Regions from separate parts of the Hordeum vulgare genome. Here region 1 is linked to region 2. Evidence: chromatin contacts called from public Hi-C data. All regions are on one chromosome and are shown on one strand. Each heading gives the region's core, a stretch centred on a gene start, on an enhancer-like site or on the middle of the called end of the contact. The rest is flanking DNA. Distances are from core to core; before and after follow the strand shown.

The links. Hi-C and Micro-C count contacts between places; a contact is called where the count stands out from the background.
Region 1: a contact with region 2 is called in a Hi-C map of leaf, with 4 times the contacts expected there. The contact joins the promoter of LOC123427595 here to the enhancer-like site in region 2. A contact is called at or near these places in 3 of 6 Hi-C or Micro-C datasets (leaf and seedling).

The regions. Positions count from the first base shown.
Region 1 is chr1H:153,197,642-153,200,505 of MorexV3_pseudomolecules_assembly, reverse strand. LOC123427595 (NDR1/HIN1-like protein 13) reads right to left here and starts at 1,353. Exons shown (of 1, transcript XM_045111675.1): 1 at 65-1,353. The coding sequence starts at 1,179. The coding sequence ends at 331.
Region 2 is chr1H:152,701,969-152,705,101 of MorexV3_pseudomolecules_assembly, reverse strand. No RefSeq gene overlaps it. Among protein-coding and RNA genes, the nearest start is that of LOC123427585, 100 kb to the right of the region's middle. Within about 2 kb of position 1,626, at least 3 of the 3 cell types and tissues checked have open chromatin away from gene starts, as enhancers often do. A contact at or near this core is called in leaf and seedling, where this site is marked.

The DNA of each region.
Region 1 (2,864 bases), core at 104-2,603, 500 kb before region 2:
TTGTAAAATTCGTAGTGAAGTCTACTGCTTCAGATGAGCCTGAATGACTTTCGGGAAAAGAAAATGAGCCAGAATGATAGTAATAGCTGTATTAATAATACATGGAGTAGGTCGTAACCAGCAAGTGACTAATTGCAATCTTACAAATAACAAATCACCAAGTTATACGTCCACCAAAAGTATGTTTAAGAAAGTTCCAAACAAAACAAAAATAGAATAAACTTTGAGGGAATTTACACCGACGATATCCATGGTCTCTACTTCCAATATATAAAGTGAAAAAAGAATCCTGAATGTTTTGCATGGCAGTCCCTAGAGTTGGCATTATACCTAGAAGGTCCACTTCCAGATCTTCACACGGACTCTGACCTTGCACGAGTGCGCAGCGGTGCTCACCGTCGCGGTCGTCTCGGCGTTGTCCAACGCAGGCGCAGGCGCCAGGGCGGTGCCATTCTTCCCCTTCACTTTCTTCGGCGGTGGCGGAGGTGGACTGGGTGGCGTCAGCTTGATGCCCTCGCAGTGCACCTGGATACCCATCTTCTTGGTCTTGACGCTGCCGACCTTGACGCCTGCCCGCGTATCGGCATCTATAGCCACGGAGAAAGCACCGGACTTCTTAAGGTCAGAGCCGGCGCCGCTGGGGTCTACGGTGACACCAGCTGCGGTGATGGTGGCAGTGAAAACGGTAGTGTTGCCGGCTTCATGCGCGAATCCGGGCACGGTGGCGTCCCCGAGAGGGACGGCGTTGGCGGCGGTGGCGGCGGAGAAGGAGAAGTCGTCGTAGAAATAGACGAGCTTCTTGTTGGGGTTCTTAGCGGTGATGGTGAGCTTGATGGAGTCGGTGAGGACGGGCGCGGTGGTGGAGGAGGAGAGGTTGAACGTGCTGAGGCGGACAGAGGAGACGGTGAAGCTGGGGCGTTGCGGACGGTAGAGCAGGTAGAAGGCGCCTCCCGCGGCGGCGGCTACTAGCGCGAGGAGGATGACCACCAGCAGTGCCCAGCAGAAGCAGCAACAGAAGCTGCACCGGCAGGACCGGCCGCGTCTGCTCTTCGCCGGCCCCTGCGGCCGGTAGATGGGGCGCTGGTACATCTGCGGCTTGGGCGCCGCCGGGCCGCCGCTGCCGTTGGCCATTGGGGGCGGCGGAATGGGCTTGGCGGCGGGGTAGACGCGGTCGGCCATTGCAGCCGCCGCAGACAAGGACGCGGAGGCAGAGTGGGCACCTGCTTGACGCGGTGGTGTTGAGCCTGCTGGATGGTTGAGTGGTTGCGGTCAGGGAGCTCGAGTTGAGGAATTTTGTTGAGCGAGAGGGATCTAATAAGGGAAGGGAGGAGAGAGAGAGAGAAAGTGCACGCGCGTGGTGAGGTGAGATGAACAGAGACGCGTTACCTTACCTTATGTCCGATGGCTTTACCTCACCTAATAATTTGGTGCTCTGCGTAGTGCGACTACTTTTTTTTGTTTTGGAAACGCGTAGTGCGACTACTAATTGGTCCATTTCTGTGTGTGTACAGTAATAATTATACTAACAAAACCAAAGGCCGGCATAAGATATTCGGTGGTTTTGTTTTGTGATGCTTGCCCTTTTGATCCTTTTCAACGAGTGGTGGAGGATGGACAAAAGTTAAGGCTAGTCATAGTGGGAAATACCCTATACTAATATCATATACTTCTTCTGTAAACTAATATAAAAGCTTTTAGATTATTATTTTAATGATTTAAATATTTTTTAATTATTCTACGGAGGAGTATACAATACTCTTGTATGATACTACCTTTGTAATGTATGCTATCATAAACTAGTATCATAGATGATCTTATTCATTGATATGCATGACGCATAGTAACATTGTATTTAACATGTTACGGTATCTATCTGTGTTACTCTAACTTTTTTTTAATTATCTGTCACATCAACATGTTTGCTAGTCTCAAGTACATGATACTACCTAAGTCTTCCACTATGGCCAGGGTAAGATACGACAAACTTTGGTCATTTGTCACAACAACGCCGTCGCGCTGATGCGCCTCCTTGCGCCCAGCCTGCACCGGCCAAATCAAGGTAGGGCGGTCGCCAGGCCTTGGCCTAATAGGTTGGCGTCCCTGTTTTCAACTACCATTGCATGGCATGTAGGATGTCCTGTGGCACGAGAGAAACTACCGAAACATGTGTATGCTTGATAGATAAAATGCAAAAAACAGAAAAAGCATATCGAAGCCACTGTAACTTCGATTCATATGAATAACTTTGCGATGACTAATGCCATTATAAATGATCCATGATTACTGATTTGCTACCATGTGCATCTATGTAAGGATCATAGTTTGCACTAACAACATGAAAAAACATCAACGCATTCCCACTGTAAATTAATACAAAATCATGAAAAATTCTAATTAGAAGTGTGTGCACCCTTGCGTTCCTGTGCGGCGGAAGCTACAAACGGCGCGCTCCATTATGTGGCTAGAGAGTGAAGCGATGTATAGCGAATTTACTATAGGATTTTTTTCTGTATGCTAATACAGGTACAGACGATACACTACACAACCTTGACCATAAATCCTACATTATAGTGTTTGACTAAATTTTCTTTTATTTCTCATAGTCCCAGTTAAGTACTTTCTATGACTTTGTACTAAACTTTTGTGATTTTTATTTTGAGATGAATGTAGTAATTTGTAATATACTCCCTTGATTCTTAAATATCTGGTCAAATATATGACAAGTAAACACGCTAAAATATTTGGCAACAAAGTATAATATAATCTGGTGATAAACATGGTTAATATGACAACTAAACATGCTCAAATATAGGCAACCAAGTATAATATAATCTGGTGATAAACATGGTTAATAAGACAACTAA
Region 2 (3,133 bases), core at 377-2,876:
TGTGGGAGGTCTCGGGAGGCTCCCTGGGACGTCCGATCTGGGATCCGATGGTCGAGATCGAGCAGGGCTTTGGCTGTGGTGGTTGGCTGGTTTGGCACAACGAGGAGAGGTAGGTGGGTGCGGCGCTGCTCGGGAATTGAGAGAGTTTGTATCCCTAGGGCTAGGGTTGGGCTGATTAGCTAGGGTTCATCTGCTATTTATAGGAGGTAGCTAATAGGAGGGGGTTTTGCACCATGTTGAGCCGTGCGATCACAATCGAATGGCTCCGGTTGTTGGGATTGTCTAGGTGGACTATGGGATATTTGTGGAGTGGGCTAGGGGAGAGAAGATAGGGAACTGGTAGCTCGTGACGGGATTTTGAAAACACCGAAAACGTCTGACGAATAAACCAATGATGGCGCCGCTATGGTCGACCGTTCGGGTAGCCAACGACTTCCAAATGGGGCGAAATTTGGCACGCGGCCTAGCTACAGTAAAATAAGACCGGATGCCAAGTTTCAACCTAATCCGAGAAAGTTTTATACACACTTTTAAAAACAATGTTTTAATGATGACGCACTCGTGTGCGTGTGTGGTTGGTCTCAAAATGGTCAACGACAAAGCGAATAGAACTGGCAACTAATAACGGATGCAAGTTTTGAAAACTAACGACAACGGAGTGCCGATGCAATGCAGATGATGCGCATGATGCGATGATGAATGCGACAACTAAAATAATCACACGGTGACAACGAAATAAAAGGGAAATTTTATAGAGCGTCGGTCTCGGCTGTTACATATGCCGAGCCCTTCTGCACAGTGCACCGTCCTATTCCCAACCTAGTAAGAAAACTTCCCAGACCCGAAATGATAGTCCATGACCAGTGGGTCCGGATCAACCCCCTAATACCCCAAACCATCATCATTTTTTAAATTCGACTCTATAACCGATTTATGTGGACCATCCATTCTAATTAGAGAATCGAGATGACCCTAAAACCCTAGAACTTGGCAAACCAGCTCGCTCCAATCCTGAGCGCGCCTCCGACCACTTGGTCTCCCCTTGATTTTAGCGTCAGACCAACCACCTCTCCCTCTCAATCGAATCCAGTGACACCTCGATCCATCCATCTCAACCGTTCGCGCTCGATGGATGGCGAGGAAGCGTCCTCGACGCGTCCCTTGCCGTGCAGATGCCAGCGCTCGCGTGAGGAGCGAGCTCCTCGAGTCCATCCATGGAACCACAATCTCCTCGCCCAAGGATTCCTCCTCGGCTTTGACCACGTCGACGAGCCGTCCACCAGGCCAGCGCCTCCCCTCATGCTCTGCACTCTCTCCTCCCATAGTTCTCTCTCCCCGTCTAAGCTCTCTCTTTCTTGAACGAGGAGATCAGGGAACCCGTCATGGAGGACGCCCTTGACCTCCATCGCCTCTGATCTAGAGCTCCAACAACCGCCGCCGTTGTTCTTTGTCGGATCTAGACCTTGACATCGTCCCTCCTCCATTCCCCGCATCTCCACGACGCCTCTGTCCAGCCGGCCCTTGCTGAAAGCCGCGTCGCCGCGCTCTGCTCCTGTCGAGGACAAGGATGAGTCCCTCGACCTCCATGGCTCGCGCGTGGACCTACCACCCAGCCGCGCCAAGGCCCAGTCAAAGACCTGCAACACCGTGGAACCGCAAGCCCAAGCGAGCGCTAGCTCCTCCGGCACAGCATCGACCAAAGCCACCTTCTCCAGCAAACCTGCTGGCCCAGGGTGAGCTGCCCGCAATGCCTTGCCATGTGCACCTTTTAGCTATCCCACGCTCAAAGTTTCGGCCCGATATATATTTTTTCTGCTCTAGACTTATTTCTCTTTTATTCCAGTGAACAACAAATTCACAGTAAAGACCCTCATCTTCATGCATTAATAACTCACCAACCGTTCAGTGGATTAAAATTAACTATATAAGAAAAATGTGTAGAATTTTATGTAGTTTTAGATTAACTAACTTTCGTCCATGATAAAAATGTTTAACCTGTTGTCTCCATTTAATTTGCATAGACGCCATGTTAAAATGATTTATTTCATAACTAATTAACCATAGCTCCGAGTAAAACGATCCACATATGTAACTAGACTACAACAATGCGTAGAATAACTTGTGGTATTTATTTTGTTGTTTAACAAATCTAAAACTGTGTTATAGGCATAACAGTACCAAAATTTTAATTCGTATATGGAGACTTTCTGGAATGTTATTCATTGTTCCGTCCTCATTTAAACTTACCTATAATTTCATGTAGTATCATAATATCTCGTTACGTCCATGCTTTGACATGTTTGTTTTTTCGTTTGCATGCATTTTGCATCCATGTCATATTATCTTGTGATGATCATATATTTTAGACTGTAACTCCATTTTAGACTATCTATATATGTAAATTGACTAGAATGACGTGTAGAATCACATGGTCCACTTTATTTTCTATTTAATAAATATATAATATGTTTAGTTTAGATCTGGACCAATTTCGAAATTCACATATGGGGTCGTTTCGGAAATGCTATATGTTGTTTCCGACCTCATTTAAGATGCCTAGATAGGTAGTTTATTTATGCTTCACCTCTGGGCATGCTAAACAACATTCAATATTGCCGTGAGAATAAACGGAAGTGAATTAAATGATTCAAATGTGGAGTTTCGTCAAAATGCAACCTGGGGCAACCTGGGAGATCTCTATTAGGGCACCGTATGCTTCACTTATCCCACGTATCCTGAGAAGGAGATACACACCTCTTATCGGGGTTGTCGCCACGTCGGACGGTCATGTTGGAATTGTTTTACCCTTCTCGAACGTCTTGTGCGAGGGATTCCGAGGATACTTTTGGCTCCCTCGAGGTTGAGATTTTCCACCGGGAAGTCGAGGAGATCACGGGTTTTCTATGGTCGAGGTTTCCAATGCAGCTTGTGGTAGTTTGTGATGGACTAGTTGGAGCACCCCTGCAGGGTTAAATCTGTTTGAGAGCCGTGCCCGTGGTTATGTGGAAACTTGGAAACATTGTTTAGCTCCCGGTCATAGCAAACTTGAAGTAAACTTAACTAAATTATGCCAACTGTGTGTGTAACTGTGATTGTCTCTTCTCGTGAGTTCTTATCCGAGAGAGGACACGGT